Regions from separate parts of the Mus musculus genome. Here all the other regions are linked to region 3. Evidence: chromatin contacts called from public Hi-C and HiChIP or PLAC-seq data. All regions are on one chromosome and are shown on one strand. Each heading gives the region's core, a stretch centred on a gene start, on an enhancer-like site or on the middle of the called end of the contact. The rest is flanking DNA. Distances are from core to core; before and after follow the strand shown. Region 1 has its middle 74 kb from the start of Pitrm1. Region 2 has its middle 59 kb from the start of Gm40659. Region 3 has its middle 13 kb from the start of 1700016G22Rik.

Region 1 (3,857 bases), core at 614-3,113, 630 kb before region 3:
GGATCTCTCCTAAAACATGACTATTGAAAATAAATTCATTATCACAAAATGACAAGACGTTCTGGTACTGTGTTAAGCCATATTGGGCCTTGAGGCACAGAAGAAAACAAGGGGAAGGATCGTAATAGTGACGTCTTAAAAGTTTTACCATCTTGTTTGTCATAGGTTTGCACAGAATCTGATTATTTTAGCACTGCACGAGGAGGCTGTGTTTCTTCCTGATTGAGGTCTCAGCCTGGAACAGGGGATCCCATCTGGCTTCTTCATTTCACTTTTCAGGTCTCCCTTTCCCCTCAGGAACTGAATCCCCTCCACTGTTCCTAGCAACAGTAGTAAGCTGTGGAGTTGAAGCTGGCTCCGGAAGTTTCATTTGGATGTGGCTAGGGGAAAAACAGGCAGAAGGTCATCACAGAAATCATCATTTGTCCTTTCGTTTGATCATTTCTTTCTCCAGAACTGATCTAAGTTGATGCTTAGCCAGGATATGGTCTGGAGACCCATAAAGATACCAGGTCTTTGTGCTTGGTGTTGTCACATGCCCGTCTAGAGGCCATGTTTTCAGTCTACCCGAGCCTCCCCGGTACTTCCCAAAACCACGTCAATGCTTTCCCAGATGCCTTCTTTCCTTCCTTCCAATTTAGCCTTGGCTAACTGAGGCACGGAGAACAGTGCAGCTTTTTACAAAGATCTGGTTGAAGATGGGCATGGTAGGCACACCTGCAGTGCCAGCACTCAGGAGGCAAGGACAGGGGGAATCAGGAGTTCATGGCTATCCTCAGACATGTAACGAGTTTGAAGCTAGCTTGTATCATATGAATCCCCGTCTTCAAAAAACAGGAAAATGGACGGTGTGGAGATAGTCCATCAGGGCTATAACGATACCTCAGAAAGTAATATGCTGGCCATGCTTATGTGAGGACCCTAGTTCAATCCCCAACACCAGCATGAATAAAAACCAGCAGGGAGATGTGTACTTGAAATGCCCAGTGTCAGAGTGTGGAGATAGGTTGGTCTCCGAGGCTCACTGGGTAAGCAACTTAACTGGGGAGTCCTAGGGAAGACATCATGTCTCAAATTCCAGGATGGCTGGATCCTGAAAAAGAACACTGAAGATTGCTTTCAGGCCTCCATGCACATGTACATCTGACTTTGCTCCACATAGGTGACCAAAAAACCCAAAACAAAACAAATACCCAAAAATCAACAACAAAAACAAATACCCCACAGCAAATAAAACAACAACAAAACAAAAACAAAAAACAAAAACCTTAAAAAAATAAAACCCCAAAACCCCCAAAATCCAATAACAAACAAAAATCCAACAAAAACAAATACCAGGCTGACCTGCTGCTCTGAATAGCTAACATGCTGGTCTCTTAATCTCAGAGGCCATCCTGTTGTCCTTGTCATCTGGCTTCTGATGGGCTCTACTTGGCTTGTAGCCACATCATCCCTGCTAAGGTCAAAGGTTGCCAGTAGAAATTAGAGCAGAAACAGGCCAAGCTTTCTGTGGCCTGCAGGGGCTGAGCTGGGCCCTAGGCACCAGAACACAAACTATATTGAAACCCAGAAGGATATCTAGATCGTACCTGGGAACTTAGTGGAGAGAGAGAGAGAGAGAGAGAGAGAGAGAGAGAGAGAGAGAGAGAGAGATTGATTCAGGCCCTTAGGTCCAGAACCTGCCTCCCCGCTGAAGCAGGGAAGCCAGAGAGAAGACACAGATGAGAAAGGAGAGGAGTGTGGAGTTCAATGGATTATCCCAGAAGGACTTGGGCTTGGTCCAAGCCTAGCATTTGAAAGGGGGACAGAATGAAGGCTCTCTCCCTCTTGAGACTGGGAACACATGTTCTGTGATTCAAAGGGCAGAGCCTCAGCCCATGGCTCATGAGTTATTCATGAGCCGTCCCACTTCTAGGTTTGAGGGATGGTTATTTATAGCACATAATCCTTTTTACAAAATGACACTACCCAGGCTGCAGGCTGAATTACATTTTAAGGCAAGTGTCCTGGACTGGATGGAGATCCTGTTGGTAATACAGAACATACATAATGCGGGCTCGAAGAGGAGTATGTATAACTCGTATTTTTACCACGCGTCTTTACAATAGAATAGGCTTTTGACAGCCATTCCCAGTGGTGACTATGGCTAAGAACAGAGCGGCATGACATCTATTTATATCAATTTTAAAACAGCAGGGGAAAAAAAAACCCCTCAAGCCCTTTTATTCCCACTGAGCAGCGGCTGCATGATGCATGCTGTTGCCCAAGGCTCTGATTTCCTGGCATTCTTCTGTCTTGATTGTCTACATATTTCCCTGCCCACGTGTGCACTGGACAGCCTCTACACAGCTGAGGACAAATAAGGTATATTGCATGTAGCCGGGTCAGGTCTTTTTCTATGACACATAGCCTCCAGGTTTCCACGTACATCCACATTTCATGCAGATGCAAGGGCTTATCTCTGGTGAATAATGAAGAGATAAATGTAAGAACAGTATTGGCAAGGGGCTCTACAAAGGGCAGGGGACATTCCTAGGCGAAGGGTAAACAGTGAGATCCAATGAGGACACTCTCACCTCAGAAAGAATCACTGGAGGCAGTGAGTTCTTGGGCTTAGGAAATGGAGATTAATTGGTAGAACATGCCTAGCTAGCATGCATCCCACTTGACGATATACGTCCACAATGCCAACATGTGCAATATGTAGACAGGAGGATCAGAAGTCCACTGTTATTCTTAGCTACATATCGAGGTCAATGCACACCTATGCTACACAAGACCTAGTATTAAAAAATGGATACAGACCATACTGTGCTCTCCTGTTCTAGCATTAAAAAAGAATTCCTCTGCTCCAAAGACAGTCTCTCATCAGGCAAGATGGTGATATCTTAGTTCCACAATGCAAAATCACCCACTGCACTATCATCATCTTGCATTTTTGAAAGATTTATTTGTTTTTACCCTATGTGTGCTGGTGTTTTGCCTTCACGTGTGTCTGTGCACCTTGTGCATGCAGCACCCAAAGTTGCCAGAACTAAAGTTGTGAGTCACCGTGTGGGTGCTCAGAATTGAACCCAGGTCCTCAGAAGGAGTAAGTAGCCAGCGCTCTCAACCACTGAGCCATTCCTCCAACCTCATAACTGTGATTTTAGTGAGAGATTAAGGAGAAAGGGATCAATCCAACCAACAGAAGAGTATGCACACATGTTTATTAATGATTCACTTATAATCCACATCTTTGCGGTCTGTGTTTGTGCGGGGAACATGCACATGACTCTTCCCACTGAGAATTCCTTATCACAAAGTCCTGCTTTCAGAATATGAAGAGCTATTAGGCCTCTTCTGTGTCTCGTGTTAGCTTTTTTTTTTCAGGATGCAGAGAAATGATGGCAGTACCCACTAGTTAGTTCATCATGCAAGGGTGTAGGCAGAAAGTCCCTGTGAAATGAAGGATGTTCAATTAATAATTCCCACGTTATAGTTGGCTTCATTAGGAAGTTATTACATAAAGAATGGAAGTTCATTTAAAGTTAAATACACACACACACACACACACATAATTTTATGCATAGGGCTCTGGGCTCCTTCCCTAGCACCGTGTGAACAAGGTTGTAATCCAAAGTTGCAAGGGAGTACGGAAGGAGCAGAAGTTAAAAGGCCTCCATGCTATATAATGAGTTTGAGGCTAGCCTGGGATATATGAGACACCACCTCAAAACAAAAGAAAGAACTTCTTGGTTGCCGTGACAACTCATAAACTCCTGGGGATAGGAAATCCATTTTGTCTGATGACCCAGGGAGCTTATCGCAGAGAGGATTTTGGATCAGGTTCATTGAGGTCAAGTGTTCTCAAGAAC
Region 2 (3,564 bases), core at 335-2,834, 530 kb after region 3:
ACTTAGTGACAGTTAAGAACAAGCAGGAAGTTTTAAATCCTGATCATGACAATGGCATTAGTTAAAACTCTATGGTCATAACCCAAGTACTTTCTCTTGTAACCTACTGGAAAAGGGTAGCAATCTACATGTTCCCATGACTCTTTTATAGTGGAATTCTAAGGGCCTTGTTTCTGTCATACTACATTAGCAGCATGGTCAATGGCAAGGGGATTATAGAATTCATTGTCCTTTCAGATCATCAGTATGTTACAGTTTTGCCTAGGGAGCAGCAGGGTGTTGTGCATGAGAGATTGCCAGTAATTTAAAATTTGGGCATGATCTTTTTGTATAGAAAGTAATAGACAAGTAAAGAAAAATTAATTTCAATGGACAGGTAAATGCAAGTCATTATTTATATGTAACATGTATTCTTTGAATGGCTACAAGATTCTATGGAAGAGTGCTAAATGCACAAATTTACTCTGGGTAGTTAAAATTGGGCTTGTCACACACATATATGCACATGCATGAGTGCACACACACACACACACACACACATACACACACACACACACACACACACACACACACACACACACTCACAAACATACACACCCTAACCATTCATTCTGACGCCTATGGGTTTTATCTGATGAGCACTATTGAGTAAGTGCTACCAATGTGAACTATAATGTACACAAAGAAATTCCTTAAAACTGAGCATACCACAGTTAGCTGCAAAAGTGTATTTAGTAATTAGATTAGGTGTGTGTTTTAACTAGCTTCCTGTTACTATAACAAATAACTACAATGATCAACTGTTTGGATCCCAGGTAGGGAGTTTCCAATGAATGTTTCATTTACCCATTGTGTTGGATATGTGGTCAGGTAACACACCCTAGACAGAAATGGGCAGTGGAACAAAGCCAAACACCTCAAAGCCTGAAGAAAAAGAAGTAATGAAAAGAAGTGAAGAACCCACTGTCTCTCCAAGGGAACAATTGCATGAAGAAAAATACAGTTCTCTAAGTGTCATAAATGTCAGCATTTTAAGGCATGATAGATAATGCTTGGGATCAAGCCTTTAACATATGGGTCTTTTAAGATGTTCTACATTGAAGATGTAGCAATATATGTATATGCAAACACATCTTTCTGTAGGTATATGATTTGTCTTGTACACTCTTATGAATGTGTCTGTGTGTGCATGGGAACTCACACAACGTCAAACCCAAACTTTCTTTTTGAGTATCTTAAAGGGAAAGTCATATACTGTAGTGACAAAGTAACTTGTTTCTCAGTACCACTTTTGTAACATCCTGCAGATGTGCCTACTTACATATTATGAGCTGAAGAGGACCATGTGGTCGATGACACATTTGAGAGCTCAGTACAGACAGCTTCCTGATTAGAATCATTGCCAAGTTTTTAACAACAAGAACTCCTTTTGTGGGTAGTGGGTCTGGTAATGCCTTTGTGGAATTCCTTCTAGGCTTTTCCTCTGTTTCTTCATGGAACTTCTGTTGTGGGCTGGGTGAAGCTCGCATGCACTGAACCTAGGAGAAGCTTTCAGGGGTTTCCTGTGAGGGAAGACTTTTATTTCTTGGTATATGTAGTCATATACACTGGGGCTACAGCAGCTCTGGGCAAAATCCCTCTACTGCTATACTCATAGACCAGAGAAACTTCCAAAAGACATTGTATTGAATTATCAAAGAAGAAAAATAAGCAGGTCTTCCCTTGACATAACTGTTGCTTGGTCTTTCTGTTACATTTTATGAGATTTGGTGTTTTTAAGAAAATGGAGAAATCTTTTGTAAGCAAGAGAGGGGTGTGTGAGTTGGAGTGCTTGCCAACATCACCTCCTAGTCTCCATTAAGTACTCCGAATGTTGGGGGCATTCCAAGGGGCCCATCTCCTTTATACAAACTTTGTTTATCATAGGGCTTCCTCTGTGAAAGAATTATGTTTTGTTCTCTGTGCTATTCGAATAAAAAGTGCTGGCTTCACCATTCAGCTGTTTCACACAATTTAATAAAAACAACATCAACAATTCAAACAAACAATAAAATGAAATGGGAAAATCTTTGAAGATCTGAGAATAAGAGTTTAACAAAAGTGTTAGGTCCTTTGAAAATTAGATTATTAGCCTTCAATAAAGTGTTATCATCTATGCAGAAAATAAATATGGCCACCCTAGTAAAATATAGTTTGGAGAGATGTTGTTACAGCAACCAGCACACAGTTTGTATTTCAGATTATTATATGTACAGTTGGAATTATTTTTGTTGGTTGTTATTAAAAACAAAAAGGAAAAGGCCTGGAGATTCTAGCTTAGTTCAGTCAGTAAGATGGTTTTGTAGCATGCATGAAGCCCTGGGTTCAGTTCCCAGGTTTTCAAACACCAGGCATGGTGACTGAAGCCTGTCATCTCCAAACTCAGAAAGTGGGGGCAGGAGGATTAGGGACACACTAGGAGTTTGAGAACATCATGGATACAACAAAGACTTTTCCAGAAAAGGTGGTAGGTTGGCAGAGAATGACAAGGCATGACAAGACATGAAAAGTTTAACTAAACCAAAATACATTATCAAAGTGATATTTTGAGAATATAATAATTACTAATCATTTGAGCTTCAAAGAACCAAGGCTTGATTGGTCAGGACTCCCTGTTTAGAAGTTTTTATTTGAGTAGACAAGGAAATCTTTTCTTTATTTTATTGAAAATGATCAATCACAAAATTCAAAACTTAAAAAATTGTAAGTTAAGTTTAAGGGCTTATTACGTATTACCATCCTTTATTCCTTCATTTTCTTGGTCAGGGCTCGGGGACAGAGAGCTGGGACTTCATGTGTGCTAAGCAAGGGTTGCAGCATTGGACCTTGTCTTTAGTGCAATTTACAGATATTGTCTAGTAATTAAACTGTGGAAAACCTAGCATTACTTATTAGAGTGAGAATTCTTTGTATTTTTGAAGGATTTAATTTTTTTGTATATTAATGTGCATAAGTATGAACTTATGTTTGCATAACTTATGTTTGTGTGTGTGTGTGTGTGTGTGTGTGTGTGTGTGTGTGTTTGAGAAATTCAGAAAAAGGGTGCCAGACTCCTCCGAAATAGAACTGCAAGTGTTTGTGGAATACCCAGCTATTATGTCTTTGTAGTACTAGGAGCTACATGCTAGTCATCACGACTGTATAGTAACAACTGAGCCATTTCTCCATCCCTGGTTTTTAATTTTTTTGGGCCAAGGTGTTGTTGCTATGTCATTTTGGCTGGCCTTGGAATTGTATGTCTTATTCCTAATATTTCTGATTGCAAAGATTACAGAAAATACCAACATTCATACCTTAGTAGAAATTTTAAATTTGAGGAAACTTGCTTGAAGTAGGCAGGTTGTTACATGCATTTAAATAGGGGTGAAAGAAAGGATAACAATAGGCTCTCATCCTAAGGATTCCTCTTACATAGAGAAACTCAGGTTGCCACCTGATGATAATACTGCAATTTAACCAGCTAACACTAGGCACCATAAAATGACAGACTCTGCAATTCTATTCCCAACCTCACCAGAGGTCTCA
Region 3 (3,713 bases), core at 303-2,802:
TTGCTAACTATTGAATGCAAGATATAATTTTCTAATTAAGAATATTTCAGAGGTAAAAGTATTGTTCTAAAACTGTTATCTTAGTGACTATTATGATTATTATGAGTGTTCAGTGGGTAAAATAGTTCAGTTATTTATGTAAAAATTTATAATGTTTAATCTATGTTCAACTTTTTTGTCTGTTGGATTAATTGCTTTTGATTGCCAATTATCATACCTGCAAAGTTTTAATAGACAAAGGTAAACTTCAGATTATGCCAGGTCATAATGAAAAAAAATCAGAATTTTAGTAAAACTCTAGTATTTAGTAATGTGTTAAGAATTATATATAAGGTTATATTTATGTTTTTGTGTATATACACGTACATATGTAACAACAAAAACAAAATAAATGAGGTTATCAATTTGAGACTGAATGGGTTAGAAAAGAAGAGTTTGAGAGATGTAAAGGAAGGAGGGAAGTGATATATTTTAATTAAAATATTTTTTGAAAGTTTATCGAGGGTCTGGAGAGATGGCTCAGCAGTTAAGAGCATTGACCCTTCACATAGCAGCTCAGACCCATCTGTAACTCCAGTTCCAGGCTTCTGACACTCTCACACAGACATAATGCAGTCAAAAAAGCAATAAACATAAAATTATGTTCAAAATCAGTTTATCTAAACAGACCAGGCTCCGGCTAAGTATAGAAATGTTAGTATTTAGGGCTGAGAGGTTTTCTATCTGGACTCCAATACCCTAACCCATCCCCTTTAAAAATAGTAAACATATCTTCTATAGCTTATAGCAGTCATTTGATCCTAACATTTGTGAAAAACCTGTTTTGCAACATTTTAATAATGGCTTATCAAGAAATTCTTTCTTATTTGCTAGAATGCATAAATTAAAAACCTGAAAACAAGCATGGTTGCCTTGCGGTAGGTTTTTTTTTTTTTTTTCAAACGAGCCAACAAAACGGAATATAATATATGATCTTTTCTGGTCTAGCCCAGGCTGAGTCATTTCCTGTTTCAATAACAAGGATGTCATCAGCTAAACTCCAAGCAGCACAGTTTGTCACTGTGTGTGGCTTTATTTGTACATGTTGCTAGAAGGTTCTTAAGGAGCGTACACTCATTATTTTAATACCAGAAAAGAACCTTCCAGTGAGCACCTTTGGCTCTGGTTGGTGCTTCTGTATTATTTATGCTATAGCTAATCTGAGTGGGGAAATGAATGTATGCCCAGCTACATACAGTCACACTCGATGACACCGTAATTCTGTCTTGGGAATTCATAATTTACTCAGGTCACCAAGGTAGTTCACTCCAGTGTGGAATGTTTACCCAAATGTTGAGCTCTGGGCTCCAGTGCCAGCGGATATCAGAACTGAGAATGGTAAGGTCCGGATGTTGCCTGGATTTGCTGGTGTGACCCACACAGCAGCCACACTCCTCTCTGATTTCTTTGTCTAAAGGTTCTAAGATTCTTTTCCTAGAATCACAAGAGGGAGTTTGCACTGTTTACATGGTCAGCGCTCAGCGCACAGTGTTCTCTGAGTTGGTCCCGCTGAGACCCGTCGCCATGCCGATTGTAAATGACTCATCTGCATGAGTCAGCGTCTTCAAGGCGAGATGGCTATCTATTGCCTTTGTGCTACTATTTTTCCCAATTGGTGTTGTCCAGCAGCTGCAGATTCCAAACTATGTGCCTGTTTCTAGAATCCAGGAAACGTTGTTCATGGTTCAGGCAACATCCCCGCAAAGGGTAGGAGGCACAGGATTTAGATTTCTCATCAGACCCCTTTAATGTCTTTCTCAATTGACTTGAGTACGTTTCTCAGTATCAGGGGAAGCATTTCAGGAATTTTCTAGGTCTTACCTGTGAGAAGCCATTCTGATGACTCACAGGGATGGGACATTCCCCCTAGATTAAGGATTAAAGCAAAACAAAAAGAATCCTATTAGAAGAGGGGATTTCCTGGTGAAAAGAGAACCCTAAACCAAAAGACACCCACTTTTGTCTGAGCTTAAAAATCGTATTGCTTGTCACACAGAGCAGAAGGATCTTAAGGATCACACTTTCAAACCCTCATAGAGAATTATATTATGACTCAATTTCCCCTCCAGTGTATCTTAAAAATTCATCAGAGTCTAACGATACAGGCCTCTTTTGGTTGCAATAATTAACATCATATTGGCATTCAGTATGACTCTAAGTTCTGCATAAGTGTCTAAGGCGGTGATAGACAGGGTGGAATTGCTAAGTAAATGTTTACTGTAGGTTATAAAATATGAATAAAATGGGCATGGCTGTTTTCCTGTTACTTGCAGCCCCGGGGTTACTTTCTGGGTGAGCAACATGTGACCACCTCTGAATCAGTTACAACTGTAACTGTAAGCCTCATGGACTGAGATCCTGTGGATCTGACTCCTCCATGAGTTGCTAGGCTTCCGTTTCATAAACACCGTTGAAGAATTAGTTGCTATGTAACTTCCAACACCCTTGGATTAGTCCCACATTCTCCTAGGGGAGGGTGATGCTCATATTGGGGAAAAAAAACTCTTTCTAAAAAGGTGGCCCATCTTCTGTCCATGGCCACAGACACAGATTATTCCCAGTCTCAAAGCTACTATTTGGGGATAGAGAAATAGTTTGATTTCAGTCCATTTAAATGGTGTGGTCCCTCATCAGCAGACAGAAGCAGTCCCATGAAGAATGGAAGAAATGCTAAGACTACCATGGATTACTTCCATTTACCAAGAGTTTACAGGCAGAGCTTCAACCAGGCTACTCATTTCCTGCTTTGCCTCCAACAGAACCGGTTCAATCCTGTACTTATCTCCACTTCGTCCTAGCCCTTCAGGCTCCCTCCTTGGTGGTCAGGGTTTTGCATTCAGAGAATTGACCTTTACCATACATCAATTGTTAACTGATAAGGAATTCAAAAGACTTCTTAAATCCTTAGCTTTCAGAGCTGTGCTGAGACCACTTTCAGTCTTAAGTCTCTTTACCCACAATAACCTAAATTCCAGTCAATATGTCTCCCTGCCAGCCTGGACCACAGCAAAGAGCTAACATAGCCTCTCCCTTGCCTCTAACTTGCTGTGTCTTCTTTGACTTCCATTTGCTGGTCTTCACTTAGCACCAGTTAAACTCTGTCTCTCTGAACTACTTTGCTGTCATTCTGGACTCAATGGTCTCTTTCTCCTTTGCTAATGATTCTGCTATTGGCTTGAAAATGATTTGTGATCTACAGTTTTAGTGGTGTGTCTTCTGTGTAGATGGTCAAAAGTGAGAGTTTCTCTCCTTCCCAGCACATTTAAATGCTTCTAACCACAGAAAGAACATTCCAGCTATGTTTCTATGGATAAGCAAGTCAGCTTCCTCTCCAAGCCTCAGTTTCCTTATGTGTACCACGAGAGTACAAAACCTACCTGACAAGAATTGTTGTGAAGGACAAGGGAGGGAACACGTAAAAAAGAGTAGGGCGCTTACATCCAGCAGCTCTTCTGGAGATACCAGGTTAAGATCATAGGAGAACTGGGCTCATTAGTTCTCCAAGAGAAGACAGCTATACACCAGGCGCTATTATTAGGATCTCTGATTTGGGGTTCTGAACTTGTACGTTTGACAGGGGCTTCATGTCCTCTGTGTCATTCAATAGTGACAAACGAAAAGAAAAGATTCTGGCAGATGATCAACAGCCTTTCCTGCTGCTGTGGTCATAAACC

The links. Hi-C and Micro-C count contacts between places; a contact is called where the count stands out from the background. HiChIP or PLAC-seq counts read pairs in DNA pulled down with a chosen protein or histone mark.
Region 1: a Hi-C map of the N1E-115 cell line shows a contact between it and region 3, with 6 times the contacts expected there. The contact joins two enhancer-like sites. A contact is called at or near these places in 11 of 39 promoter capture datasets (3T3-L1-derived adipocytes, the HPC-7 cell line, cranial neural crest and 7 more), 1 of 15 datasets of contacts at CTCF or cohesin (the NIH/3T3 cell line), 7 of 484 Hi-C or Micro-C datasets (the N1E-115 cell line, cerebellar granule neurons, cortical glia and 4 more) and 5 of 115 datasets of contacts at active chromatin or transcription factors (CD8 T cells, astrocytes, embryonic basal ganglia and 2 more).
Region 2: a contact with region 3 is called in a BATF HiChIP or PLAC-seq map of CD8 T cells, with 6 read pairs. The contact joins two enhancer-like sites. A contact is called at or near these places in 6 of 39 promoter capture datasets (3T3-L1-derived adipocytes, embryonic stem cells, frontonasal cranial neural crest and 3 more), 3 of 484 Hi-C or Micro-C datasets (cerebral cortex, cortical neurons and neural progenitor cells) and 4 of 115 datasets of contacts at active chromatin or transcription factors (CD8 T cells, embryonic stem cells and pancreatic cancer cells).

What each region holds. Positions count from the first base shown.
Region 1 is chr13:6,472,012-6,475,868 of GRCm38.p6, reverse strand. No RefSeq gene overlaps it. Among named protein-coding and RNA genes, the nearest start is that of Pitrm1, 74 kb to the left of the region's middle. Within about 2 kb of position 1,863, at least 56 of the 459 cell types and tissues checked have an H3K27ac peak or open chromatin away from gene starts, as enhancers often do. A contact at or near this core is called in the N1E-115 cell line, the NIH/3T3 cell line, astrocytes and 2 more, where this site is marked.
Region 2 is chr13:5,316,446-5,320,009 of GRCm38.p6, reverse strand. No RefSeq gene overlaps it. Among named protein-coding and RNA genes, the nearest start is that of Gm40659, 59 kb to the right of the region's middle. Within about 2 kb of position 1,584, at least 9 of the 459 cell types and tissues checked have an H3K27ac peak or open chromatin away from gene starts, as enhancers often do. A contact at or near this core is called in CD8 T cells and pancreatic cancer cells, where this site is marked.
Region 3 is chr13:5,843,145-5,846,857 of GRCm38.p6, reverse strand. No RefSeq gene overlaps it. Among named protein-coding and RNA genes, the nearest start is that of 1700016G22Rik, 13 kb to the left of the region's middle. Within about 2 kb of position 1,552, at least 292 of the 459 cell types and tissues checked have an H3K27ac peak or open chromatin away from gene starts, as enhancers often do. A contact at or near this core is called in CD8 T cells, the N1E-115 cell line, the NIH/3T3 cell line and 4 more, where this site is marked.